Regions from separate parts of the Xenopus tropicalis genome. Here region 1 is linked to region 2. A link is a contact called in public Hi-C data. All regions are on one chromosome and are shown on one strand. The core of a region is the stretch at or near the end of the contact, and the rest is flanking DNA. Distances in the headings are between cores, read along the strand shown.

Region 1 (6,760 bases), core at 3,260-5,759, 60 kb after region 2:
GTCACTGACTGCATCTCAGCATTGCTTTTGTATTCACAACTGACAAATGTTTTTCTCTGCTTCTGCTATGGAAACAAAAAGTGGTTCAGCACATGAAGGAAAGCGCTGTGACAAAAGTCAAAGTCTGATCGTCATTTTCACTTTCAGGACTTTCAGTTCGCATGAGTCATCTTGTACACACAAAGGGACAGAAAGTAAAATGATGTTTACTAAACTTTTGACTATTACTATAGTGGAAATGTATCCACTACAAATGCATATATTATATGGCAGTGATCCCCAACCAGTGGCTAGTGAGCAACATGTTGCTCACCGCCACCTTTAATGTTGCTCCCAGTGGCCTCAAAGTAGCCTCAAACCTCAAAAGTGCCCTTTTTTAATTTTCTGGCTTGGGGGCAAGTTTTGGAAGCACAGATACACTGATTTACTCAAAGCAGAACCTCCTGCAGGCCAGCAGTCCACATGGGACTACCTAATAGCCAATCACTGTTCTTTTCTGTTATGGCCAAAGAACTTTTTTCATGCTTGTGTGGCTCACCAACACCAACATTTGAGTGTGGCTCACAAGTATAGGATTAGATGTAGCATTTGTTTGTGACAAACACTGCATAACCAACACCTGTAGGGGAGGTTAAACCCTATGATTTAGGGGGAACCTATTTATTGTTTCAGTATTGCATATTAAATAGGACAATGGGGATGGTTATATAAAAGTTACTTACAAAAACAGTATGAAAAAAATCTCTATAAAAGCAATCAATGTTAAGGTGGGCAATTCTGAGAAACGCATGGAGAATGGACACAAAATAAATTGACTGCAAAGTAAACTAAATATGGTTAACACTGGATATTTTTGTGGTTTCAGCAACTTGCTCTGAGAACATCCAGATAAAAGCCCAGTGGATCAGAATAACAGCCTTGTGCAGCAGTGACAACATGGTAGTACACTCTTAGCAGCCTGTAACACTCATGTGATAGATTTTTTCACTCAGAGCATTGCCGGCCAGAGAAGACAAATCTGTGCTCAGCTGATGTGGGTGGGAGATGACACGGTCTGGTGTCTGTGTGTCCTGTGACACTCACATATTATAGATCCTTAGACAGCTGACTCTGCATACCCACAATAAGACACATGAGGGACAAGGGGACAATTTTATTCACTTCAGAAATTATGTCAGCAAATATGGTTGAACAGATGATCTCACACAGGGTTACTCATTCTGAGGGGTGATTCCCTGATTTGGTTTGTGCAACATTGGGTTTTGTGTGAGCAAGACGATGTTACCACAGTGCGAAAATATAATTGGAATTTTGTGTTACTACTTCAAAAGCTACTAAGGTTTGCAACTGTAATACCATGTAAATTGTATGCTTATTATTGTATTTTTATAAACCATACCTAGAACTGTGCAACGTTAAAAAATAGAAAAGAGTGATATGAAAAAAGTGCAGAGTGGTACATGCTAGCCTGCCTGCGACAGTTTACTGTGTTCATAAGATATGAGAATTGTTACATAGAAGCAATCCAATTTAATACCATTGTTATATGGAACAATAATGACGATGGCATTATTAAGCGGTGAAGCATAAAATGCTGGAGATCATCAACAATTTAATCACTGCCACTTGGTAGTGCCAATAAAAATACTTTGTGTGCAATAGCTCTTATGGGTTATGTTGAATAATTAGTGGGTAATCCAAAACAATAGGAGCTGTTATAGGCATATTTTACATGGAGTAACTTAAGGAGGGATAGATGAAGACACAGAAGGAAATACTGAAAGGGGGTTTTAGAACAATTAAGTGAATATGGGGGAGGGATATGGGATAATTAGGAGGGTCATAGTGAAAGACCTGCAGCCCTATCCACTCATATGAAAAGCCAAGGGATCAATGGCAAATTTTGATCACCAACACAAATAGGGACAATAAATAAACAATGTGTGTACTGTAGAGCAGCATGAGAGACAATTCACTAGGGAGCTGTTGAAAGGAATTACAGGGAAGAATAGGAGTTACTAAAAGGGTGTTTGACACAGTTAGGGTCTTTGCTGTGACTCTTGTACTCTAATAATGTTTTCTGCAGTGTCACATTACATTACAAGACATTCAAGGAGAAGGAAAAGTAAAAACTAGGTAAGCTTTATCAGAAATCTCTATGTAAATACAGCCATAAGCATTTACAGAACTGCTGCTCTGAGTTCTCAGTGAAATGAAACACCAGTGTCTTTCCTTTTATTCTGTATACATGATCTTCTGTGTCAGACTTCCTTCTCTCAGAAAAACCCTTCAGGGCACGGCACAGGCCTGCTCAGTTTACCCCTCTCTCCTGTCTTCCCCTCCCTTCTCCTCCTCCCCCCTCCCCTCTCTGCTGGGGGAGATCAAGAACTGGCTGATTCAGAGAGTAAAATCTATAGTAATGAGATTTTTACACTTGCCAAACGGCAAGAAAAACTGAATAATGGAAACAAGAAGAAATTATGACTCACTAAGTATTCTTCCATACCTCATAGTTCCTTACATTAATGTACAGTATTGAAGTCATACACTGTATTTGTTTCCAAATGCAAGAGGTTTTCAAAACTAACTGTTCTTTTACATACTATTTACACTCCCATTATTGTGAAAGCTACATACTGGAAGTGTTTATGGTTGACATAAATTGCCATTGGTGAAAGCTTATGTTTTTCAGGGTTGAAATGCAAGCAAACTAAATATACATAGGTGAGCCCAATGATGTAAGACTGCAGCTCTCATTTTGTCAGTGATCTTCTTAGGGAGCAGGAGGGCCTTAGGTTGTACAACCCTGTATTAGAATATTGTCCATTTTTAGGGTGCAGTAATACAAAAATATTATATACAGTTAGAGCAGTATACTATAGGCTGGAACTTTTTTTTAAGTAATAATATAGATTGCAACTGTAGGATTTTGCAGTAGGCTCCCATTTTGGAGCCTTTTGTTAGCAAGCAAAGTCATAACAGAAGGAGCACCCATTTGTTACATTAAATAATATTTGATGCAATACCATAATATTGTGTATCAGTATATACATAAAATGTCTAACACCTGATACTGACTCAGTTGGCAGAGTTGCTGTTGCTTTTTTGGATTTGTTCTAGGTTTTAATTTATTGTTTAGGCCTTGTCACCCACATTTGCAGTATTACCTGCAGACAGGGGCAGACTAAAAGTCAGAATAGGTCTTGGCATTTCAAGTACACAGAATTCCAAATAGCTCCCCACAGACTCATTAAATAGTGACTATAGCATCTTACAGCAGTCCCTCTGGCATCTTCTAGTCCTGGCCTGGAACCAGTTGCCCAGAAACTTTTCAGGGCAGGCAACAGTGAGGCTCAAGTGTGGCAGGAAAGTGTTTTTGGGGAAATCCTTAGGATAAAGGATGTTTCTTCTCCTTGGACCATATTTAATTAACCATTGGGTTGTAGTGTGTAGTGCTGAATGAAGAATCACCTTATGATGTGCAGGTAGATGTATTTGTACAGGTACATGTAGATGCAGCACATTAGTTGGCTGCAACAGACAAACACAGATGCAACATTTTCTTCTGTCTGATATCTGTAATGCAATGTGCTTGCCATTTTAGTCAGTCAATTTTAGGATGACTAAATTAGGGATGCACCGAATTCCAGAATCAGTTCAGGATTTGTCTGAATCTGAATTTTTATCTTTTTTTGCATGCTAATCCAAATACAAACCCTAAATACCATGTGAGCTTTTTAGTCATTTTAGAAAAGAATTAGGTGATTTTTTCTTTTGTGCTAAACATTTTTTGTGTAATTGTGCTCATTTGAATATGCAGTTGTTGGCATGTGGTTTGGAATTTGGATGAATCGTTTTAGTGTTGTTGGTGATAAGCAAAAATTGTGGATTCAGTGCATCCTTTATAATGAAGATTATTGTGCACGGAAGCACCTGACCCCTCGCCCAATGGGTATGGACTTACCCAGAGCAAGGCAACCAGGTCACATTAGTTCAATTTGGCAGTATAGGTAAATCACCAATTTGTAGAACAACCCGCTCAACCTACAGCATAGCAAGAAGTGGCCACTAGCATTAAAATGTATTCCTGACCCACTGTTTTGTTAAATTCTTTTGGCAGCTTTGGCTGTTATTTATGTTCCTCTGCTTTTCTCAACAAAATCGGACTTTATCTCTGTAGGGCAACTTGAATTTTCATAAATAGCTGAGCTGCTTAAAATGAACATAACTTGATTGCCAGTCAAAGCTGTACCACCAAAAGGAATGAATTCGGTGCAGTTGTACTGTATCTGTGTGCGCAGTTGTTTATATGTAAGTGTGCTTCGGCGGCTTTGCCTTTTTTTTAACACAGAATGAAGGAACAGACAAAGCCTATATTTACCTAGTGACCAGACCTCTAAACACTCCCACCCTGCTAGAGAGCCAGTCAGGAAACAGGAGATGGGAAGATCTATCCCAGCCTAGTTTCAGGGTTCCAATGTTTATAGCTCTCCCAGCAGAAAGGCATTTGCCCATTGGCGATAGAAAACCATTTTCTGCCTGGCTGCCTAACACCTACTGCTGGGCTGGTTGCCTAATACGCACGGCCATTAGGTTACTTTTGTACAAGACTGCAGCGTTCGGCTCTCTGAGGCACATAGCAGTCCCGCAGCCCGCGTACCAGTCCCTCTCAGCTGATTATGCACTTAATCTAAGCATGTCCCAACATGTCAAGTTGAGAAAGGGGCGGAGAGTCGGAGTGAATGACATAACGCAAGTAGGCGTGTCATTAGGCGGGGGCGTGTTTTAGCCGTCAGGCGTGGTTTTGTTCAAGTTGGCTGCTGACTGCGCTGGTCTCCAGTTACAATTGCCAATGTTCTTGTCGGCTGAGTGCACGCTTGGACACACATACACGGATGCACACGCCGCTGTGACCGGGACACACGTTCTTATTCCTTAGCTGGCTGCTCTCTCAGGACTTTCCTTTGCACTTGTGGATTACGGGGTTCCGTGCAATCTCTCTGTTAATGTGATAGCTTTGGGGATCGCTGTGTTTACATGCCGACGTGTTGTGCTGCGCTGTGAGCGAGGTAAGTCCGGGGCAGGAGTGAGTGGGAAAGAGTTAGCGGGGTGTGGGATGGCGGGGCACTGCTCTATACTGGCACTGGGCACTGCTCTATACTGGCACTGGGCACTGCTCTATACTGGCACTGGGCACTGCTCTATACTGGCACTGGGCACTGCTCTATACTGGCACTGGGCACTGCTCTATACTGGCACTGGGCACTGCTGCCCATGGGGCTTTAGTTTGCCGATTAGTGAACTGTAATGGGACAAAGCTGCAAACTTATGCTGCGACCAGGTGTTCTGTGTGATGCCTTTAGTTTGCTTCACAGGGTTCTTTATATATATAAATATATGGACTTGGGGTGCCCTTTATGGTTTTTAATTAGGGAATTGAGCTTTATAACAAGGGACAAAGCCTTTTTCTCAATGAGGCATTTTGCTGTACTCCGGTTCACCCAAAGCTGGCAGAGGATGCTGGGAGTTGTAGTTTACAAAGGGCTGGTGTGTCAGAGCTTGTAGATCGTTGTTTTGTTGACTTATAATGTGGTTATGCATTTGCCGGCCGGCCAGCCCGTTCCTATGGCTCATGGCTCGCAGGGTTCCACTAGGCTTGTGGCCATGCTGCTGAGCTGGGAGCCGGGCTGAGAGCGATAGATCGCCGAGCGATTGTTTACTGACAAGCCCGTACACATGGAGGGAGCGGGGGAGGGGGGGCTTGTTTTGGTCATTTGAGGACAGCTCTCTGGCAGGGCAAGTTGCACACACTGCCTTTTATTGGGGTTTGGGGGTTCACTGCTCAGTTAGGGGTGCGTGGGATTGTGTGGGAGCCGGTGTCAGTGTGGGTTAGTACGGCACATGCGATAGCGCTGCCAGCCCCTGCCTATTTCCCTGCGACTACTAAATCCAGACATGTAGCGCTAGGGATATGGGCTTGTCTGCTAGGGGTTTCCCCTGCGCACCTAAAGCTTTGTTGAAGGTGCAAGTGAATGTCCCAGCCCATGCACGGATCTAGCCTTGAGCAGGATGGCATTACTAGCAACACAATGGAAGGCTGGGTATGTTTGCCATGTTTGTATAAGCATTTAGTATAGGGACAGACAACACTGCTCAGTATCCTAAACCAGCTAGTAAGGAAGCAAGGGAGCTGCATCGTGTCTGGCAAGTTTACAAACTGCCCTGCAAATTTGTCTCAGCAGCTCAGCATGATTGTATGGGATATGAAAGTTGGGGGGTGATAACTAGGCTGTGGCACTGCACCCAGACACTGCAGATGCACCTTAGCTGGTATGGGGGCTGCAGGAGAGACAAGATGAGAGCTTGCCATGATTTACCGAGGGGCCACTAGACAGATTAAGGGCAAGTACCGGCAGTGCCATACACAAATGTAATGCTCTATATAGAGAGAGCGAGCTGGGTGGGGTTAACCTAAAAGCCAATTTGCACTGCATGGATTTAGGATCATGAGTAGACAAGAGCCAGTCTGATTGGCTGTTGTACTTGTGTTGGCTTTCAGAAAGAAGCTGCATTGGATATATCCAACAGCCCATAAACATTTGGCTTTATAATGAGGGGAATTTACTGGGCTGGTAACATGGACTTAGTAACAAAGTATAGCAGATGGATGAAGCATGTAAATGGGGGCTCAGTAGGTTTTTTGCACATATGCTGCTAAAGAGAGAGAAGTTGTTGTTTCTCAGTGTGTCCTATAGAACAG
Region 2 (6,280 bases), core at 3,053-5,552:
AAAGAGACACAAAAACTGCAATTAGATAGGCAGTACACAATAATTTTCACATAAAACGCCTTTAGTTAAAGGTAGCTGCATCAAAATGTATTCTCTACACTTTCGTATTGTTGCGCTCGGTGCCACTCAGTTCTTCATACATTCCAATCTGAATCAGGTGCTGCTGCTCCTATTGACACAGGGGAACCCTGAAGCTACTGTCACACCCTTGCCATGTGGTAGCTCCAGGGTTCCCATGCTGACCCTGTGTAACAGTCTCAACACACTTGAGCCAAAAGAATCGGTGAAGCATTAGAGCAACATAATGTAACAGTGGCAGAAAAAAAGCAATATAACCTTTTTCATTCGCCCATATAATGTAGCATGCATATTGCTATATCTAAAAACCTAACCTTACATTCTGTACATTACAATTCATAAATTAAACTGCCCATTTTAATTTTTCCTTTCATTATGTATGTACTTTTAATTAGTGCTGAACATCTTATATCTATCTAGCTTTCAAAATGTTTGAAATTGTTAAAAAAGTGGCATTCAGATTTTTGGATTATAAATCCCCCATTAGATTCAATATTTGGACCTCAGACCACTATTGTATTAACTCTCCCTATAGAGGTTGATGGATTCTTAATCATTATTCCTTCACTTATTCCTAGCATGAAAGAACTGCTACTTTTTGAGATAAGCACAGTTTAACAAATTCTTGTTTTTCTTTTTTCAAAGCAACTCTGTTTTCTGGAACTCGAGACACAAATCTAAACTTGTTTTATTTTTATGATAGTGTCCCTTTAAGATCTTTTACAGAAAACTTGTTTTTTTATTTTCAACTTAAAATGATTAAGTGTAAAATAATGTGGTCTGAAATGTATGCTAGTTACTCTATTTACAACCAGAACACCTAAAAAATAGCTTATATCAACTGTCTGTCTTTCTCCCCAAGTTCCACCATTAAAGAAGTCAGATAGGCAGTGTGTCCAGAATATTGGTGCAGGATTCAGCCGCAATTCTTGAAGGAAACATTGTAGGCACTACCATCTGTGCCGCATAACAATTCTCCTCCTATGTGGGCTAATTAATGTTATTGGCCACAAAACATTTGTTTTTTTGGGGGGTTTTTTTAAAACAAAGCCATTAAAAGGAGATATGTAATTCATTCTATCAGGAACCTTGGATCATACCACTGGACCCCATTAAAAGAAAAAGGTTAATAAATAAAGTCTGGAGTAAATGATGCCTTGGCACATTCTTACATAAAATCCACTTGCTGGGGAAAGGTCTCCTGAAAATTCAATCAGCAGAAAATTAAATGTTTTTGAAAATGTAGAATGCTGCAGCTCCTACCATTCCATCACTATTTCCCCTTGTTCTTCCACTTTATCCCTCTCTTCCTCTTTCCTTTGTCACATATACAGTTGTTACATTTTTTCTTACCTCCTCTTTATATTTTTCTTTGCCCATTTTTGGTTATTACATCCTACACGTCCATTTTTTTCTACTTTCTCTTTTCTTTGCCCTATATGCTTTAGTCTCCCACATTTTGCATTTCTGTTAATGCCTTGTGTTCTGCCTTTCTACCCTTCATTCTTATCTTTTCCTTTTACTTATTTCTGTCTTGTCTGTCTGTTCTACTTTTGTCAGTTTCCTTGGCCTGTTCTTTTTCCCAGCCTGTGTTCTCCAGTCTTCTCCACCCTTTCTCCCTCCCCTGTTTGCCTACTAAAATGTATGCATTGGTTGGATTCCTGCCCAGTCTGTACAGTTACACATTCGTCTTGCCTCAGGAGCACACTGCTGTGTGATGGTCCATGAAGGGGAAATGTTCATCTGTAAAACTTGTGCTTTGCCTGGTGTCAGAAGAACATACACATATCTTTATGTTAAGTGAAAAATGCTGCACTGAAATCAATATGGACAAAGGCATTACGGACAGCAGCACTCACTCGGGGTAACTAAGAGAAAACTTACCTGCAGTCAGCGGTCAGTTGTTGCAATAATTATAGAAATCCTGCTCTGTGACTGATGCTAAATCTCAAAATATTCCTACACATTTAAGGCTCATTTGCATGTTGCTGTTTTAAATGCCTATTTACTGTTGTGTAAAGTGCATTATTTGCCATCATCAGGTAAATGAAGAATATTTATTATTTCACATGGACCTGTAATACACCCAGGCAAAGCCCAAATGCCATTTTTGGAAAAATCAAGCAGGCTAATTACCATGCATGGTGGTACAGTGGCTAGCATTTCTGCTTTGGGGTGCAGGGGTCTATCTGCAAGGAATCTGTAAGCTCTCTCTGGCTTGTGTGAGATTCCTCAAGGTACTCCAGTTTCATCATGCTCCAAAAACATACAGAAAGTTCTTATGAAACCAAGCCGTGTGTGTGTAAATGTGAAAGGAATCCAAGATTGTTTGCTCCTATAAGGTAGGGACCGAAAGAAGTGAAGAATATGCCACCACTATATCAATAAAGTATACATATAATGTAATTTATTAAACGCAACATGACCTAATGACAATAATATAAATGCTGAGTAGTAACATCTTTAATGGGTCTCATATTCAAAGGTGAGACCCATGTAGGAGAAAAATGACCAGATGACATGTTTAAAAGGTTAAAAGGTCAGACCCATGATGGACCAGAGTGACCTAATGACAGTAATATGTTCATTGATTTAAAGGGTAAGTTCTGTGTAGAAATTGAGTGACCTATTGACAGTGACATAATCTATGAGCTAAATAAACTATACATTTAGAGCAAGTGCTTAAACAGGCCAGCAGGCACACTGAGAAATAATAATTATAACTGTCAGTTTTACAGAAATATTTGTGCTAGCAGGAGGTACTGTACCTAAGGACACCTCCCAGCAATCTGAAATCATGCTTACAAATATAAAGCTGAGAAACAGGGTGAGAGATTTGCAACCCAATGACAGTAACATGTTAAATAAGGTTAACGGGGCAGAACCAGCAAAGAGACCTAATGGCAGTAGCATATTCAGTCCTACATAGTAATGTGACCAAAGGACAATAGTATAAGGGTTAAAGGATTAATCCCATGTAGTGAGATGTATAATGGGTTAAATGTTTCATGCCATGTAGGTACAGTGAGGCTATGGTATTTACACATTCGGATGTGTCGGAAATACTTAATGACATCAAACATTAACTAACCATTGCCTTTCACTAGCCTCCCAGTTACTTAAATGATTTGGATTCTCTACAGCCGTGGCTGCTGCACGAGAAACATTAGGGCTTGGGGACAGGGCAAAGACCTGATAGGCTGGAGACTCTCTTTATATCAGTGCTTCAACCTATGGCTTCTCTTACCAGAACTCCTCCCCCATACAATGTCTGAGGAGTTGTTGAAAAGTTTAAGTTTTGTATGTAAGATTACTGCGAGGAAGGTTTTTTAAAGTGACAGAGACACTCTCCTGTAAAAGACTGGAATATGTCAAGGGCATGGTAATGGGTAAAATCAATAGTCCCATAGGGAATGGGATATGTTCCATGGGTTAAATTTACCGTTTCATAAGATAATATGTGAAATGATGTTGCTGACATGCTGAATGGGTTAAAATGACATTATCATAGAGGAGTAACAATAGGTTTTATGGGTTAAATAAACAATTTTATGTACATGAAATATGTATGTATGTATATTTATAGTGCTACTTGTGTATGCAGTGCTGCGCATTAGAACAATACATTAACAGAGCAAACAGGAGTCAATACAATAATAAAAGGTAAAGACTAAATATACTTATATTCATATATAATCTGTGAACTCAATACTAGATATATGTATTGTTTCTGATATACTAGTAATGCAAAGGTTATATACATCATGCCTCAGGGAACCTATCATCACAAAACAACATGTGGCACTTAGTAACCGAGTAGAGAAACAGCATAAAATGACTTGTCATTTGGGGAAGTTTAACAAATGCTCAAAAACTAAAATCATTTGTAAAACAAGCCAGGGTGTGCAGGATTGCAATTAGTCTTTGTACTGACAAACAGCTTTCCAGTCTGACACACTGGTAGAAATGCAGAGAAACATTTAAAGATATATTTCATGAAAATATTTCAGTAGTGAGAGACAGACTATAACACATGCATACACTGTGTGCAGAAGCCCTTATACCTAACTCCTGGCAGGGCTAAGCATTTTGCAGAATCGTCTAGGAAGGTGAATGGATGTTGTGGTCTGTGGCAATGCTGAGTCGCAATAATGGGATTATCCTAATTAGCTCTGATTCCTGAGCAGGCTAATCTGCTGTGGTGACACGGGCTCTGGTTGCGAGGCAAGGAGAAGAAATTATTGGCTAGTGGGTTGAGTAACCAAGCCAATCGGTGATAGGTTAGTATCCTCACGTACACCTGGAGGGATGTTCACAGGCCAATTACAAGAGTTCTACAGAGAGAGAGGAGATTTCATTGGATGCAGAATTCTTGTAGTGATAGAGATAACTCTTCTGTGGGAGAAATGGCAACAAACACACATGCATCTCTCTCTCTCTGTATATATATATATGTGTGTGTGTGTGTGTGTGTGTGCCTCGATTGCAATGAATTATTATTAACAAATAGTGAATATTTGTCCTTATAATGATTAGAAACATAAACTATTTTCTCTTACACTGCACTTACAGTTTAATCCATTTAATGTGCCACTCTCTCACACTGCATTTCTCCTTTATGGAACAGAAATTTAACCCACTAAATACGTCACTATCATTCAGTCACCATGCCTCTCTATTTTACTGATCTTTTAACCCTTTCAGCACATCACTGTCATAAAGTCACTGTGCTCTTGTAGTACTCGAGACTGACTCATTAACTAATTAAATGTGTCATTGTCATTTAGTAAGTTTGTTCCTACATGGAATAGAATATGAGATCCATTAAAGATGTTACTACTCAGCATTTAACCAACTATACGTATTGATGCTGCATGGAAACCAACACTTAGCACATTAAACATGTCACTGCCATTAGGTCACCTTTCTTCTGTGTGGCACAGATTCTATAATCCTTTAAACATCTCACTGCTATTCAGTTACTTTGCTCCTACATGAGATGCTTTATATTTGTCACACTCCTAAGGTCACAATGTTCCTACATAGGACAGACCCATTAACCTATTTAACATTTTGGTATATAGAAGGAACCACGGAACCCATTAAGCATGTCAGTGTGTTGAGTTCACTTCATATCCACGTGACCATGGTGTTGTCACATTGTTCCTACAGGTGATGCAAATTTGTTTATAGCAGGAATTCTGCCCTCTGTCTCTACAGAAAGTTCTGCCTACCAGCAGCAGGCCTACTACTTACCAGCAGTCAGATCATGAGCCTGATCTATGCAATAACCCACATAAGCCAGGCATAGTGTGCTGAATCAGCTTACAGGTGTCCTCTTGTCCTTGGGGATGTGGTGGGCAGAGTGTTTTATATAACAGGAAAAGAATAAACCAAGTTTGTCTACAAAACATATTTGAAATATCACTGCATAACATAAGAATTCTGCACAGTACCACAATTGCTTTGAAGATGGGTGGCAGGGGGGATGTATAAAAGTCCACATGGCAATGGAGGAGACAGCTGCACATTGTCACTACAGATTTAACAACAGGGATGAGGGGGCAAAAATATTTCCAATCCATGGTCTTATGCACCACTGCTATGGGGGACAAGAGCACTAACCCCCCATGTAATAAAGGGCACTAAGTTTTCCCAGGTGTGGTAACCCATAGCAACCTATAAGATGTTTGCTTCTATACAGGTGACCAGTGAATGTTACCTGATGATTTGTTTCTATAGGTTACTGCTCCTAGGCAAACAGTTGGGCTCATTTATAACTACTGGGCAAATTTGCACCTGGGCAGTAACCCATAGCAACCAATCAGCCATTAGACTTTTTCAGCCAGCTGATGGTAGAACAATGTAAGCAAACATCTAATTGGTTGCCATGAGTTACTGCTTAGGTGCAAATTTACCCAGTGGTTTTAGGTTATAAAAGATAACCAGTGTCTTTAATTACATAACCTTACGGGGCACAATATCACACCCATTGGGGCCTTACACAGAGCACTTGTACCCAGGGTAAAGGATGGTGCATGCAGCACTCTGCACCTTGGGTTGAACCAGAGTACAGTGTTTGCATACCCTGGCTCTCCCTAGCTTGTGGGTCCAAATGATGGGCAAGGTAGTGGATGGTTGTGCCAGTAGCACTGCATACAAAGACCAGGACAACTCTTTGCTCTCTGTTTTTTGAGAGCAA

The links. A called contact is a pair of places that touch in the nucleus more often than the background predicts.
Region 1: a Hi-C map of neurula embryo shows a contact between it and region 2, with 2.2 times the contacts expected there. The contact joins the promoter of LOC100487575 here to the enhancer-like site in region 2. A contact is called at or near these places in 5 of 5 Hi-C or Micro-C datasets (brain, gastrula embryo, liver and 2 more).

The regions. Positions count from the first base shown.
Region 1 is chr8:77,042,510-77,049,269 of UCB_Xtro_10.0, forward strand. It overlaps LOC100487575, which reads left to right and starts at 4,510. Exons shown (of 4, transcript XM_002940606.5): 1 at 4,510-5,069.
Region 2 is chr8:76,982,674-76,988,953 of UCB_Xtro_10.0, forward strand. No RefSeq gene overlaps it. Among named protein-coding and RNA genes, the nearest start is that of ccdc9, 27 kb to the left of the region's middle. Within about 2 kb of position 4,303, at least 5 of the 11 cell types and tissues checked have an H3K27ac peak or open chromatin away from gene starts, as enhancers often do. A contact at or near this core is called in liver and neurula embryo, where this site is marked.